2 separate regions of the Oryctolagus cuniculus genome follow, and region 2 is linked to region 1. A link is a contact called in public Hi-C data. All regions are on one chromosome and are shown on one strand. The core of a region is the stretch at or near the end of the contact, and the rest is flanking DNA. Distances in the headings are between cores, read along the strand shown.

Evidence for each region. Hi-C and Micro-C count contacts between places; a contact is called where the count stands out from the background.
Region 2: a Hi-C map of skin fibroblasts shows a contact between it and region 1, with 3 times the contacts expected there. The contact joins the promoter of ARLN here to the promoter of PDE5A in region 1. A contact is called at or near these places in 4 of 6 Hi-C or Micro-C datasets (ear pinna, psoas muscle, skin fibroblasts and 1 more).

What each region holds. Positions count from the first base shown.
Region 1 is chr8:45,695,025-45,702,506 of mOryCun1.1, forward strand. It overlaps PDE5A (phosphodiesterase 5A), which reads left to right and starts at 3,811. Exons shown (of 21, transcript XM_002717227.5): 1 at 3,811-4,261. The coding sequence starts at 4,140.
Region 2 is chr8:45,905,441-45,912,922 of mOryCun1.1, forward strand. It overlaps ARLN (allregulin), which reads left to right and starts at 2,863. Exons shown (of 2, transcript XM_002717225.5): 1 at 2,863-3,301; 2 at 4,722-6,561. The coding sequence starts at 3,096. The coding sequence ends at 4,722.

The DNA.
Region 1 (7,482 bases), core at 2,561-5,060:
ATGAGGATACAAGCTAGCCCAAGCCACTCGCATACAGAAATACAACTGATTTTTATATATATTGGCAATTTATGATGCAAACTTGCTACATCACCTGTGAATTCTTGCAGTTTCTTAGGATATCCATCATAGGCACTCGTGCTTGCAAACAGAGAAATATTTATCTTCTCTTTTCCAATCTTTATGCCATGCATTTGTTTTAAATTTAATTAATTAATTAATTCTCTTTCATTGCATTAGCTAGGACTTCAGTTCAATACAGAATAGAGGGGCAGGCGCTGTGGCGTAGCGGGTAAAGCCACTGCCTGCAGTGCTGGTATCTCATATGGGCACTGGTTCGAGTCCTGGCTGCTCCACTTCCGATCCAGCTCTCTGGTATGGCCTGGGAAAGCAGTAGAAGATGGCCCAAGTCCTTGGGTCCTTGCACCCTCATGGGAGACCCAGAAGAAGCTCCTGGCTCCTGGCTTCGGATCGGCACAGCTCCAAGCTGTTGCAGTTGGGGAGAAGTGAACCAGTGGATGGAAGACCTATCTCTCTCTGCCTCTCCTTCTATAACTTTGACTTTCAAGTAAATAAATAAATCTTAAAAAAAAAAAAAAAAAAGATGCTCTCCAGCAAATTGAAAAGTATGCTTCTATTACTTCTTGGTCAAGGATTTTTTAAATGAGAGTGTATTGAATTCTGTCAAATTTTTTTCTGCATCAATTGAGATGAGCAGTGAGTATTTTTGTTCACATGATGAGTTGTGTTAAATGATTGTTAAAACTTAAACCAATAATATATAACTGAAATAAATTCAATATGCCATGAATTCAATGCAATTCTTAATTTTATCTTATCTCAGCTTTGGTTAGCTGTGTTTTTTGTTTTTTTTTTTTCAAATGACTAATCCATTTAATCCAAGTTGTTAAAGTTATTGTCACAAAATTGCTTGGTGTACTTTAGTTTTATTTTATCTTACATGTTATAAGAGTGTTCCGAAGAAACAGAAGATAATGTAGGCTGTTTTTGAAAACAGAATTTGGTCATCTGTGTTTTTTTCTAGTTAGATAACCAAAATCTTTAACTGTGGAGACAGGTAAGAGCCAAATAATGTAGAATCCTGTAAGTTGTGTTTGAGTTTGAGTTTTATTCTAGTACAATGGAAATAGATTATATTGGAGGTCTTGACCTAAAGTTGTTGACATTTGTTTATTAGAAATAACAGTAAAAACATTTTCACGCTCTTTCCTGGCAATGTTTATTATTTACTTGGCTATAATTCATTCCAAAACAAGATTTGAATTGCTTAGTGTGATCCATCCCAACAAGTTAAAATATAAACTGATCAAAAAAATTGGGGATAAGAGTAAACCAGAGTTGTAAACTAAGAGGCCATGGTAAGGCCAGATAAAAATATGATTATCTTTGAGGACATACTTTAATGTTAGAAGAGATTACTGTTACAAATTTCATCTGAGCTTCCCAAAGACCAGAACTGTTTGAAACACTCCTGTTCCTCAAGTAGCAGAACTCACAGTAACCCCCAACCTACCTTCTACAGCATACAGAATTTACAGTCACTGTGGGCGAGAAGCCACGGGTTGTTGAGCTTGCGGCAGTGTCTGACGAATCTGCAGACCGGGTGGCCAGTGAAGGCTGCTCCATGCTGCTTGCACCCTGTTGCTGCATCCTCCACAGGCACCGGCTGTGCTCACTTGTTGAAGAGTTGGAACCTTGAACTTGTCCTCTAAGCCCTTCCATAAGGCACTAATCCATGCAGGAGGTCAGAGCCCTCTCAGTCTCATCACTTCCTAAAGACACCACCTTTTGCATTGGGAATTAGAGGACGTATTCAAATCATTGCATTTTTTAATTTTTAAAATTTATTTGAAAGGCAGAGTTACAGAGAAAGAAGGAGAGACTGAGATCTGCTGATTCACTCTCCAAATGGCCATAATGGCCAGGCCTGGCCCAGGTTGAAACCAGGAGCCAGAAGTTTCATCCAGGTCTCTCATGTGGGTGCCTGGGTCGTCTTCCACTGCTTTCCCAGGCCATCAAAAGTGGAACAGCCAGGATCACTGCCGACGGCTTTACCTGCTGTACCACAACACAGGCCTCACATTTGAGTAGTTAATCAAGATAACCAACCAATGCAAACAATCCAAGCCCAAAATTCATTTTATGTCCAGTAGTTAAATAGAGTTTTCAAATCATAATTGACCTCCAGTTAGGAGGAAAGCATGAATTTCCACAGGGAAAAAATGAACATCAAGAAAGTCTCTATTTCATGAGCGTTGTAATCACCATCACAGGAGACAACAGTCATTTTAAAAGCTGATCTAATTTATTACACTTCCCTCCCCCTATCCTATTGCTTTGCTTGCTTTTAATTAGTTGTAGTTACTTGACTGCAACAGTGAAGTTTCAGAGGAACTGAAGTTCCAAAAGGAAAATTATTCAATGCAGAAAAGATAAGCCATTGCAGTAGGGGACTGGACGACATTTTTAAAAAAGATTTATTCACTTATTTGAAAAGCAGAGTTACAGAGAGAGGAGGAGAAACCGAGAGCTCTTTCCATCTGCTGGTTCACTCCCCAGATGGCAATAAGGGCTGGAGCTGTGCCAGATGGAAGCCATGAGCTTCATCTGGGTCTCCCACATGAGGGGGTGGGGCAGGGTTGGAGTGCCAAGCATTTAGACCTTCTGCTGCTTTCCCAGGTGCATTAGCAGGGAGCTGGATCAAAGTGAAGCAGCGGGGACACAACACAGGATGCCGGCTTCACAGGCAGCGGCCTCAGTGCTATGTCATAGCGCCGGCTCCTGGAAGCCATCTCTTTAAAGTTTCCATATTACCAATTGAATGATGTGTATGTATGTAGTGAGTAACACCTTACATTCACGCCAGGAGCATTTTGAAGGGAGCTTGTTAAAAATATGTCAGCTGAATCACTTTTGATATATTACTGCTAATGGTGTCATTCACACATTGTGCAACATAAAACTCCAAATTTAATTCTGCCAAAAAAATTAGGTCATTGCAAAATGCCACATTAAAACTCCAACTTGCTGCGTGACGGGGAAATGAGGATGAGGACAAAGCAAAGGAAGACACTAAATCCCTTTTTTAAAGCATGATCAGAGGACACACACACTACGGTAGGAGGACTGGGCCCTTTTGGCTGTTAATTCCAGTCAACGAAAAAAATGACGAATTCATGCAAAATTGGGCCAATTGGTTGCTCTCTGCTGTATCCGGGTACAGTGCTTGCAACTTTACCCACTTGTACGGAGGTGCCCTTATTTCCCTAGGAAATCTCTCTCCATTTATAAAATTTATATCTGGTTCAATGGTTAAAGGCACTTAATTCATAGTCATCGTGGTTGTTACCTTTAGGGTGGGGCATGGCTTCCAATCTCAAATTTCACCTGGGAACCCCCCTCCCCCTCCCACCGCCTGGATTCCTCCAACTGCGCGGGGCTCCTGGCTGGAGCGCTTCGGGCCACTGTGAGATTTTGTTCAGAGACAGATCGGTGCCCCTTCCTCCCTGATCCGAGCCTTGGACTGGAGAAAAGCGAGCGGGACGTGTGCTTGTATTCCCAGGCCAGAGGGAAAGCGCCCAGGACAGCACTGTGCTCGCCCTCTGGGGGAAATCTTCCCTGAGCGGTCGCTTTCTGGGCTTGGATTAGGTCCTCTACTTCTGACCCTCGCCTCCCTGGTCCGCCTGTAGCTGCACGCGCGTACACACCCACTGTCACCTTCGCGCGCTCCCCTGGAGCCAGCCCGGCACACAGCGCACCCCAGCGGCCGCCTGCCTGCCTCCTAGCCCCGCCGCTTGGCTTCCGGAGAGCTCGCGGGTCCCCGTCGCGGCCGCCTGGGAACCACTGCACCCGAGAACCAGTCTCGGAAAGACCCCAGGGAGGGCGCGGGGCGGCGGCACCCGGCCCCGCCCGCCACACCTGGGAGCCCAGAGGAACCGGGAGGGAGGGGCGGGGCAGGAGGCTGGCCTAGCGCCGGGGCAGATTCACTGAAAGCCGGCCAGACCCGAGCCAGGCGCACGGGGAGGCTCTCGGGGCAGAGTCCTGCGCCTCCGAGGGAGGGACCCCAGCCCGGGTGCGAAGCCAGCCGCGGCTCGCCGCGGAGACGCGCGGCGCAGATCATGGAACCGGCCGGCCCCAGCCCTGGGCGGCCGCAGCAGCAGCGCGACACGGACTCGGTGGAAGCGTGGCTGGACGATCACTGGGACTTTACCTTCTCTTACTTTGTTAGGAAAGCCACCAGGTAAGAAGAGGACCCTCGGAAGACCCGGCCTGGGCACGGTGCGTGACCTGAGGCTGACCTCTCTCCCCTATTGAATTTCCCCCTTGGGTCACTCTTAAACTGTTCCCGGGTCCTTTGCTTTTGAAAGAAGCCTTCGGTCCTCTTACTGGGTAGAGACCTCCTCGACTTTAAATGAGCACAGTCGCAAACCCCAAGCGTCGGTTTCGATCCAACTTGCCCGCAAAGTTCAAATACAAAAGTGTATGTGCCCACCCCCTCGACCCCCGGAGTCCCCGCGGAAAGAGATGATACCCTGGAACCCCTCTTTTGTGTACCCTAAGTCCTCTTGGCAAAACCAAAATACGGTCTGAGCCCCTTCTCCGCAGCTCCGGAAGCACCATTTCCAGCTCGGTCCCAGCGGCCCCGCTCCTCCCCCGTGCCCCACGCCCTGGCCCTCGCGGGGCGGGGAAGCCGAGGGTAGGGACGAGACCACGAGGATCCCTAAAGCCAGCAACATGACGGAGCCCTCCCAAAGTGAGTGTGAGCGTCTTTGGCCCCCACCCCTTCCAGCCCCCCGTGGTCCCGCGCGCCTCCTTGCCCTCTTTTTTTTTTTTTTTTTTTTTTCCTCCAAAGGCTACGCCGCCTAAAGGAAGGCTCTGCCCAGAGGGTGGCGGCGCGCACACAAAGGGCGCAGGGGAGGCGCGGCAGCGAGCGGACCCCGGGGGCTGGCAGGTCCCGTGCGGCCCGCGGAGACCCCGGAGGCCAGCTTTCCCCGGTCTGTAGCCAAGCGCCGGGGTCGGCCCCTGCGGAGGGCGGGGAGGACGGAGTCTGTCCCCTTGGAGGCGGCTGCGCAGCGGGCAGTCGGGGCGTGCGTGGAAACTGCTCTCCGGAGAGTTGGGGAGGAACTGAGACCGAAGCAGAGGGACACGAAGGGTGGAGCGCAGAGAGCGCGGCGGGAGGGTCCCGCGAAGCCGTAGGAGTCGGAGCGAAGCCGGGGCGAGGCAGGCCTGCGCGCGCACTGGGGCTGGCTCCAGGACGCAGCACTTTGGAGAAAGGGCTCGAGCCCCGCCGCGGCCGATCCGGGGCTGCGGCTGTCGGTTAGCCGGTGCTGGCCGCTTGGGCCGGGAGAGCAACGCTCGCGAAGGCTGTGATGGTGGAGGAGCGGCCCGGGGCTGGGCGCTGGGCTCCAACCCGCCGGCGCGCGGCCGCGGCTCTGCCGAGCGCTCCCCGCCAGGGGGCGGCGCGGTGCGGAGAGAGCTCGCGGCCGCGGGCGGCAGAACGGCGGCGGGGGCAGTAGGGGAGCGGGCTTGGTGACACCGACCTCACCTGGGCGCGTCGCGTGCCCCACTCCGAGCCTCCTGGAGCCCAGGATCCGCGGAGTTCGGAAACGAACTTCCCACATTTGCTATGTTGCCTTTTGGAGACAAAACAAGGTACTTCCTGCAGCATCACCCCCTTCCCACTCTCCCTGGGGGCGCGGTAGGGACCTTGCGCGGAGTGGTGGCGCACTGGTCACACCGGCGAGGTGATGCCCAATCGAAAATGGACCGTGTGAGTTTCTGGGTTTTTGTCTTTACTCTCTTGCATTTCTTTGGGATCTTGGCTTGGGCCCCTTAATGTTGTTTTTCCTAACGAACGTTCAGAGCTGGTGTGGATTGAATTAATCGCAAGATCTTTTTGGTAGAGGCAAATCTGATCTGTGTTTCATTACTCAAACCTCCTTTTTCAAAGTCCTCCTCCCTGCTTTCGCTTTCTTCCTCCAGAATCCTAAGTCTGCAGAGGTCAGAGGGTAACCTTGAAAGTAGTTTCTTTCTGAAGGCACTGTTTCTGCGAGCTTGGGGTGAGGCACTGAGGCCGCGTGTGGACGCACAGCTTTCTGGAGGGGGTCACCTGCTACTCCTTGTGCGGTTTCCTTTCACTCTTGCATTGGCCCACCTTTGAGTTAGAGCACAGAGAATGGGGAGGGAGTCTGGAAGCAGGCTGATTTTTACAGTGCTTGTGGGATGATCAAGAGTTTGGAGAAGAAAGCGGTAGTGTGTGACTAGTCAGAGATAAGAACACTTTCAGAACCTGCCAAAACTTTGAAAGTATCACAGCTTTCTTACTGGGAAAGAGTTAATGAAGACACATTTATTTTCCCATTACTTCTCCTTCTGTGTAATATCAGGTTAGAATCCCAATTCTCAAAATTACAGTGCATACTCTGAAGTTTAGGTCATCCGAGGCTGCCAGCGACTTCTGTTTAACAGTTAGGGTTTTAAATGTTAGTTGATGGTGGCCATATAGGCTGAACATTTTCGAGTGTCTGTGTGTGTGTGTGTGTGTGTGTGTGTGTAATGTGTGTGTTGGGCATACAGTGGAAAACGAAAGTGTAAAGTATTTGAGAGTAATGCAGGCCTGCAGTTTTAAAACTTGTAAAGTTTTCAGACTTGTGCCAAGAACATAATTTAATCTAAGAATTTGTGTATACCCAAAAGTTTCTCATGAAACAGTATTCTGGTTTGGCTGTGTATTTGGTGGCATTAACGGAGAGGCTGGACTTCAGTTGATGATAAAAATGTCAAACTACTAAGCGCAGTGCAATCCACTTGATGGTAAAAGCGTATTGCATACATTCTAACTTAGCTTCAAAGAAATATTTTTAAGTAGAAAGTCAGATCACTTTGCTTTTTTCTGCTTTCCTTAGAGTGCGTAAGTGTAAAATGAGTATTGGATGTGATTCAATGAACCCCTGAATAGTTCTAAGGGGACAAGAGTCATGTGGCCCATTTTAAGAAATAAAATAAATGTAGATTCACTGATTGTTCATCTGCACCAGTCATCAGGCTTCCTGATGAAGGTACTTCTGCATTATTTAGTTGTCATTTTCATTCATGCATTCTTCTGCATCCTGCCTGTCCCTGGATCTGGAGTCATTGCACAGAGTGGAGGTTCTTGCATTCCTAAATCCCCAAACACCTGTGAATTTCCATTGTCTTTGAAGCAGTGATGCTGCTGTATCACACTGTTTCCTATAACTACCTTCCGATACAGAGCTAAGCACCTCATTAAAAGCTAAACCTTGGAGCATAGACATACATGGGCTTTCTTCATCACAACCTGTTTAGGTACATTTGAGAATGTCATTTGAACAGTTCATGACTTATCTGTTGGCATAAAGTTGATTTTGGGCTAATAAACCACATCTGGAAACCTCTCACCCTCCTGTGCTGCAGGCCTGGGATCCTGTGTTAACTGAGGAC
Region 2 (7,482 bases), core at 1,613-4,112, 210 kb after region 1:
GATAACTATCCTCATCCAGAGTCCTATTAATAGCTAGCTGATATACAATACAGAGGGAAATAGTAAATGCTAAAGGAAGGTAAAAAACTTTGGAAACAAATACTTCACTGTCTTGATTTTGAGAAAATAACTCTTTTCCCAAGAAAGTATGGCATGTGAAGTATCTGGAGACAAGCTAAATGTAAAGTTTTTGCAATTGGTATGCTAGAAATACTGAGAATGGAGATATCAATGTGAATTATACAGAGGGAAACTTTATGAAGTCAATAGTTGTGTAGGATTCAGGTAGGTGGGGAATTATTACAGTTTAAAAGGAGCATGCATGAGACCCAGGGGCCAAGAGCAGGAGTTTCCAAGTGGAAGATAAAAGGAAGCAATCTTGCAAGAGCAAAGGGTATTTACTGGCGCCAGGCTGCTGAGCACAATGGAGCCAGATTAACAGTTAGTACAGGGTTGGTAGCAACCAAAGGCCAACATGAAGTAACAGAGAAGCTGCAACTTAAGTATGATGATACTATAACTCTCAAACAAAATTTACAATAGGTATGCAAAGTATTAATGATGAAAGAGAACAAAAAGCAATGGATGAAATGACCAGAAGATAGGATAAATAACTTTTCTCTACCAATCTACTTGGGCATTGTTAGGACAGGTACTCAATTTGAAAGCAAGGAAAAGAAGATGAGAAAGAATTGCTTTAAGGCAGATGTTTTCAGATAAGTTACTAAAAATGAAAAACTGTTGGAAGGGTTACTCTATCAAACTAGTTTAACTCCTAGAATGATCATAATGATCATTTATTATATTAACCAAACGGATTCACAGCTGCCTAAAGAAACCTACATTAGCACCTTAGGTTAAAACCTAATTTCTCACCTTCTTCCTGAGAACTTCAAATTTGCAATGCATACCTGTCTTTGGCCTAATTGTCAGGGTAGTCACATAAATTACCTTCTTTGCTCTAGCCCAATCAAATTCATTGTACTATATTGGGAATGTGTTGTATCATGATTGCAGTGCAATAATTCAATGTGTAGTCCCTGGTATTTTTTTTTTTTTTTTTGACAGGCAGAGTGGACAGTGAGAGAGAGAGAGAGAGAGAGAGAGAGAGAGAAAGGTCTTCCTTTGCTGTTGGTTCACCCTCCAATGGCCTCCACAGCTAGCCTGCTACGGCCGGCGCACCGCGCTGATCCGATGGCAGGAGCCAGGTGCTTCTCCTGGTCTCCCATGGGGTGCAGGGCCCAAGCACTTGGGTCATCCTCCACTGCACTCCCTGGCCACAGCAGAGAGCTGGCCTGGAAGAGGGGCAACCGGGACAGAATCCGGCGCCCCGACCGGGACTAGAACCCGCTGTGTGGCGCCTCAAGGCGGAGGATTAGCCTATTGAGCCGCGGGGCCGGCCAGTCCTTGGTATCTTTCATCTGAACATGAGTAGTAGTAAGGTTCAAATAAGTCATGAGGAGCATGACTGACAGTATACCCACATTTCAGTTCAGTACTTTCTTTTAAATTAATTGCTTTTAATTTAGGGAAATGGTAAATTCCATTAACAACTCTATATTCATTTCTGTCATGTGGAATAATCAACGTGATTTTCACATAAAATCTGAAGTAATGGGATCTTTTAATTAACCCCTCCTGTTTGCATAATTACTCTTTCATTTGCATAATTACCACAGACCTTCCTGACTCAAGAGATCAGACTTAGTACCAATATCCTCTCATATATGAGTACATATTCTGGTTCAAGGACAGGTGTGAAAACATTTCTGAAGTTTTTCGCTTTATGTAGGCTATTTCTTTACTGATAGTTTCAATAATTTTTATCAATCCTTTTCAGCAATCAGAAATAATTGATCCAATCTTAACCAGTGAGAAGAACGCTTCCAACTCTGGTTAAGGGTAAAAGTTTACTTGCCTTTCCAAATTTTTGTAAAGGCTCAATGTCACTTAAGCCCAGAGTTTTCCAATCTATTAACAGCAGATAATCTGGGCTGCAGCACACAAATTCATTCTCGAGTAATGGCTCTTATTTCCAGAATCTAAAAGGCAAAGGGTGATGGTATTTTTCTTTACAGGTGATACAATATTTTTATCTCTATAACCTGGCATCTAATTAGGAGGCAAACTGAGGCATAAGGAACACTAATTTTGGGATCAATTTTAGGCTTTATGATTTTTTTTTCAAGTCTCAGACAATTCACTCTTTTGTTTCTCATTTTCTAATTCTGCAAAATGGAGTAATCACAGCTTCAAAGTTTTATGGAGGTGTAATGACAGTTTATGTAAAAACACAACACAGTCATACCCACTCATTAGGCAACTAGAGAACCACTTACTCCTACAGGTCTAGATGCATAGATTTGCTGAACAATCCAGGACTCATTATAATGACCAGAGGAGAAAATACTTGAACCGGGAGCACCGGGTAAAACCCAGGAAGCATGAGCCAATCATCTTTCTGCAAGCCTTGTAATCTTGCGGGGGCTAACACTGCCAAATCTCAGGGTTACTCTTATAATTCACTCACACGAGGAACTTGAAAAGTTCTCACGTTTTGCCCTCTGGCCCTCTCGGAAACTCAGGCTCATAATTAATTATGTGCACCTCATTAAAGCTGTTTCAAAGACTAAGTGTAAAAAGAGAGTAAAACACAAACCCACCAGAGGGGTCTAACAAAAAGAATACAGAGACGGGAGCCACCTTTGGCATTCCAGGGCGGAGTCCACCACTTGAGAGAAAACAAACGCGGAGGTAAATTCTGGTCCTGCAACATAATAAAACTCTGGCTCCTAAGGAACTCGAACAACCAGCTTTTGCTCGGGCTTTGGCAGGCCGGAAATGGGCGGGCCCGATTGTTCGGCTTCCGGGCGGAGGCGGTGGGCCTGCCTCCTGTCACGCCCGCAGCCGACCGCCGCGCCCGCGCCTGCGCAAGGGGAGGAACGTGTCCCGGGGCCATTTCCGGGGGCGGGGAGCGTAGGCGAGCGACTGAGTCCGCTTTTCTTTTCAGTGCGGCCAACGCGGAAGTTCGGGAACTGAGGCTTTGGCAGGTGCTTTGGCAGGTACTGGGGTCCCTGCGCGGCGTCGGGAGCCAAATGGACGCGCGCGCGGCGGTGGTTGACGGTCCGAACGGTCCCCGGGAGCGACGAGGCTTGGGTGAGGCTGGCAGGCAGCAGCAGAACCACCATGTGCAGCCTCAGTCTGGGACAAACGGGCTTCCCAAACCATCGTACTGGTTGGATCTCTGGCTCTTCATCCTTCTAGATGTGGCGTTGTTTTTATTCGTGTATCTTTTGCCCTGGTGAGTGTCCTGAATTCAGAGTGGAAGTGGTACGACGCTTAGAGGCCATTTGCTCCAAGGCTGCGGGCTGGTGTGGGAGGGGAGGCCACTGCAGAGTTAGTGCATCTACGTCCCAGAGTGCAGGGCCGGAGCGCGGCGGAATCGGGAGGGTGGCCAGCCGGGAGGAGAACTACGGGAAATGTCTGTCCTTGGCACCTCAGCGACAGTCCCCAGAGCCGTTCGGAGGAAGGGGCTTCGTGAGTTTGTTTTACGTCTTGGAGTGAACGCAGCTGAATTTTATTTCCTGCACCACCACAGGAGAACTAACGAAGTTACTGAGCATCTCGGGGTTTTATTTTATCATCTACCGTTTGGGACCAATAGTAACCGTGTAGTGGGGTTTAGTGATTGAATGAGAGGTTTATATCAATGAGGTTTGCCTGTTGCTCAGTAGGATGTGCTGAGCTGAAGCTATTGTTTTTGTGCAACTGTTAGCTCCTGAGCAGTCCCAAACACGTATCCCAAACTCAGCGTGTCGAAACCTGAATTCTTCGGGCCTGATTAAACGTCATCTTTAGCCACTCAGTTGCGCCTCCCTCCTAGAAACCTGGGACTCTTGGACTTCCCCGTTTTCTTGCACACACAAGCCACACATCATCTGTTCATTCTCAGAATTCTGTAGAGCCCACTTGTGAACTCCATACTCTTCATTTTCTTTGCCATTCACTCTGAAAACACTATTCTGGCAGGAAGTAAAGGAAAAGAACTAAGAGAATGGGGCAGGCGGAAGCAGAACCAGAAAAGACACAGGACTGATGATAAGGGCTTCTAGAAGAAAAACTGTGTGTGCCGCCCATTTAGCAATTAAACAGCTCTGCTGCCCTTTGGTGTTGGTCGTTCACTCATAGATTTTAATTCCTCTCAGTCATCATGCTCGTGAGGTTCTATTTGTGAAGTCCCTTCTTCACAGGCAGTTCCTGTGTTCTTTCCCTACCCATATCTGAATTTTGGCAAATATCTGAGTATCTGACTGGTTACCATTACTGATTTCTTGGGCGGTGTGTCCAATTAGAAGGCAGAGGGCTGAGTGGAGAGAATGCAGAAAGGAATGGGTATATCTGTAAAATCCTTTGTCAAATCATTTGTATTTTTCACTCTCCAACCCCTTCTTTTTTGGGGTGCTTGGCATAGAGACTAATACATACCTCAAGTACAGTGTTGTTGTTTTTTTTGTTTCATTTTTAATGCCCCGAATTTTCAGCTCTGGTTATTAAATGGAGGCCTTACAAGAGATATTCCAGGCCCTTATTATTAGCGTATTTTACTATTATCAATATTTTGGAACAGACAAGTGACTTAAGAAAGATTTTCAGAAGTTGATATAAAGTGTTAAAATGAAAACAAAAAGTAAGTAGTGCTGACAGATACTTGGTTTTTACAGACTGGTTTGCTGATACCTAAATTAAGAAGTTGACATCTGGAGTGGAATCTGAAAATGACTACAGACTTCTTGAATAAAGAAGACGGGAATTGTGCTGCGGCAGAATTTCAGACCTCTAGGGGAACTTCTTTTCATTTTACACATCTGTTAAATCATTTGGAAAACTACATTAAATGGATTGTAATCTCACTCACTCATACCTAAGTTCTTAAACTGGACTCTTCAGTTCATGTTTAAAAATTTTCAAACATCTGATAGTGTTACATGAGCTGAATATAAAAATGCTCATAAAATAAAAATGTCATTCCTGTAAGACTTTAAGGGTTTAATATGATACAGATAATATGAATAATAACGTGAGGTATTTAAAGTAAATTATTGAAGAAGGAGGGAAAGATTTTGAGAGAAGGAACAAAGTGTTCTTGGAATGCATGGACTCTCTAAATAACACAAAAACTATACAGAAAATGTAAGCCCACAATGTTGGCCCTAAATACTCTTTAATTATAGATGAAGTTGGACTATTATGAAATGATGTCATAACTGATAGGTTGACAGGGTCTTGAAGTAGATAACAAATATTAGAAATTTAGCATGCATGTCCTTTTGTAAACTGAATCCTCTCCCTTAATTCCTTTTAAACTCTTGAGCTCCCTGAAATAGGATTGTGCATTTCAAACCTCTTTTTTATTGCTGTTGCTTAGTGTTTGTGGCCAAAACATAATATTTTTATAATATCTGTAGCTTAAATTTCAGGAAATCTGCATATTTACTCATTCAACAGTTGCTTGAGCCTTCTATTGACTAAGAATTTTATTTATTTTTAATTTAAGAGGCATAGTGACACAAAGAGAGCAGAGTGCCCGTATCCAATCCCATCACTCCTCAGGTGCCTCCAACAGCTGGTACTGGGCTGGGCAGAAACTCAGTTCAAGTCTCCCTTGGGGGTGGCAGGAACCCAATTACTTGAGCCATGACTGCTGCCTCTGAGAGCGTGCACTAGTGAAAAGCTGGAGTCAGGAGTTTGTATCAAACCAAGGCATTCTATTAGGGCATGTGGGTTTCCTAGCTGCTAAACCAAATACATGCTTCTATTTTTTTTTTTTTTTAAGACGTATTTATTTGAAAGGCAGTTACAGAGAGGCAGAGAGAGGTCTTCTAACTGCTGGTTCACTCCCCAAATGGCCACAACAGCCCTGTAACTGTGCCAATCCAAAGCCAGGAGCTTGGAGCTTCTTCCAGGTCTCCTACAGAGTGCAGGGGTCCAAAGACCTGGGCCATAGCAAGAGAGCTGGATTGGGAGTGGAGCAGTCAGGACTCAAACTGACACCCACATGGGATGCTGGCACTGCAGGCAACAGCTTTACCCACTATGCCATAGCACAGGCCCCGCTTATATTGTTTTTAAATCTATGTTACTTAGGAAAACTTTACATTCTAGGGGTCATCAGCTAACATTTAATCAGAAGGGCTCCACTCACAAAGCAGCTACTCTAAGTACCTAAGAAGCTATTCCTAATAACCCTAAAGAAACTGTTTATAAATGGACATTTGAAATAGGCTGTTAGCACTGAAATTAGTGGCAATCAGTATGTGTGAACTGTCTAAAATACTTGGAGGTTAGATAAACTCTGTGTCGTCTACCTTTCATAATGATTCTTTGAGCGAAGTCTGGAATTGATTTAACAGTTATGCCTTTACAGTGTCACATCTAAAGAGAACCTTTTATGGAAGGCACAATGGAAACATCTGAACGCTGAGTTTATCAAACAGACTCTGAACTATTTTTGCACTGCTTACTAATAATTTTGTCTAATAAATATTTATTTCCATGGCTGAATTTGGTTTTATTGTTAACAAGTCACCTAGCAGTGGCTTGTGAGAGGATTAACAGTTCTCACATACCTCACTGTGGTTCACATACAGACTTTTAATAATCCATAATACCTTTTGAGACTAAAATTAGCCTACTACTACGACCATCAGATATTCTACAATTCTTAGTGAGGATGCAGACATTTTGGCGTAGCAATTTTATGTGTCAGTTTGACTGAGCTAAGATTTGCCCAGTTAGCGGAAAATAAATTTCTGAGTATGTCTTAGAGTGTTGCTGGAAGAGATTACCATTTCAATCTAAGGAAGAGTTATCCTGCTCCACCCTGGTGTGGGTAGGCATCTACCAGTGCTGAGGACTTAGACCAAATCACAGATAGAGGACTGGCAAATTACCTCTCTCTGCTTGAGCTCCTGGTTCAAAGCTACACCACTGACTTTCCTGGGCAAACTGTAAGCCAGTTAGAAATTAAGAGATTTTTTATTCTGGCACAAAAATAAGTTTGTGCATAGGTATTTTTCCCCCATAATAAGCATTTTTCCATGAACCTGCTGAAGATCCCTCATACATCCTACTGGTCCTGTTTGGAAAATCATAAAACACTCAGCCCCTAAGTAGCGTGGGAGTACAGGTAGGGTCTTCTGATGTTTAGCATCAATGCAGACATTTAATACAGATTATCAAGGACAAAGTCATCTAACCAGGATCAGTGGACCAAATCTGGTTGCTGCCTGTTTGTATATAGAAAACATGCAAGCTACTGGTACTTGTTAGGTTTGAAAACAAAAAGACTTTCATGACATGAAAATTATATGCAATTGGGATTTCAATGTTGATAAAGCTTTATTGGAAAACAGTTATGCCTCACTGTTCTACATATTATTATGGCTGCTTTCATATTACAAAAGCAGAGTTGAGTAGCTGTTA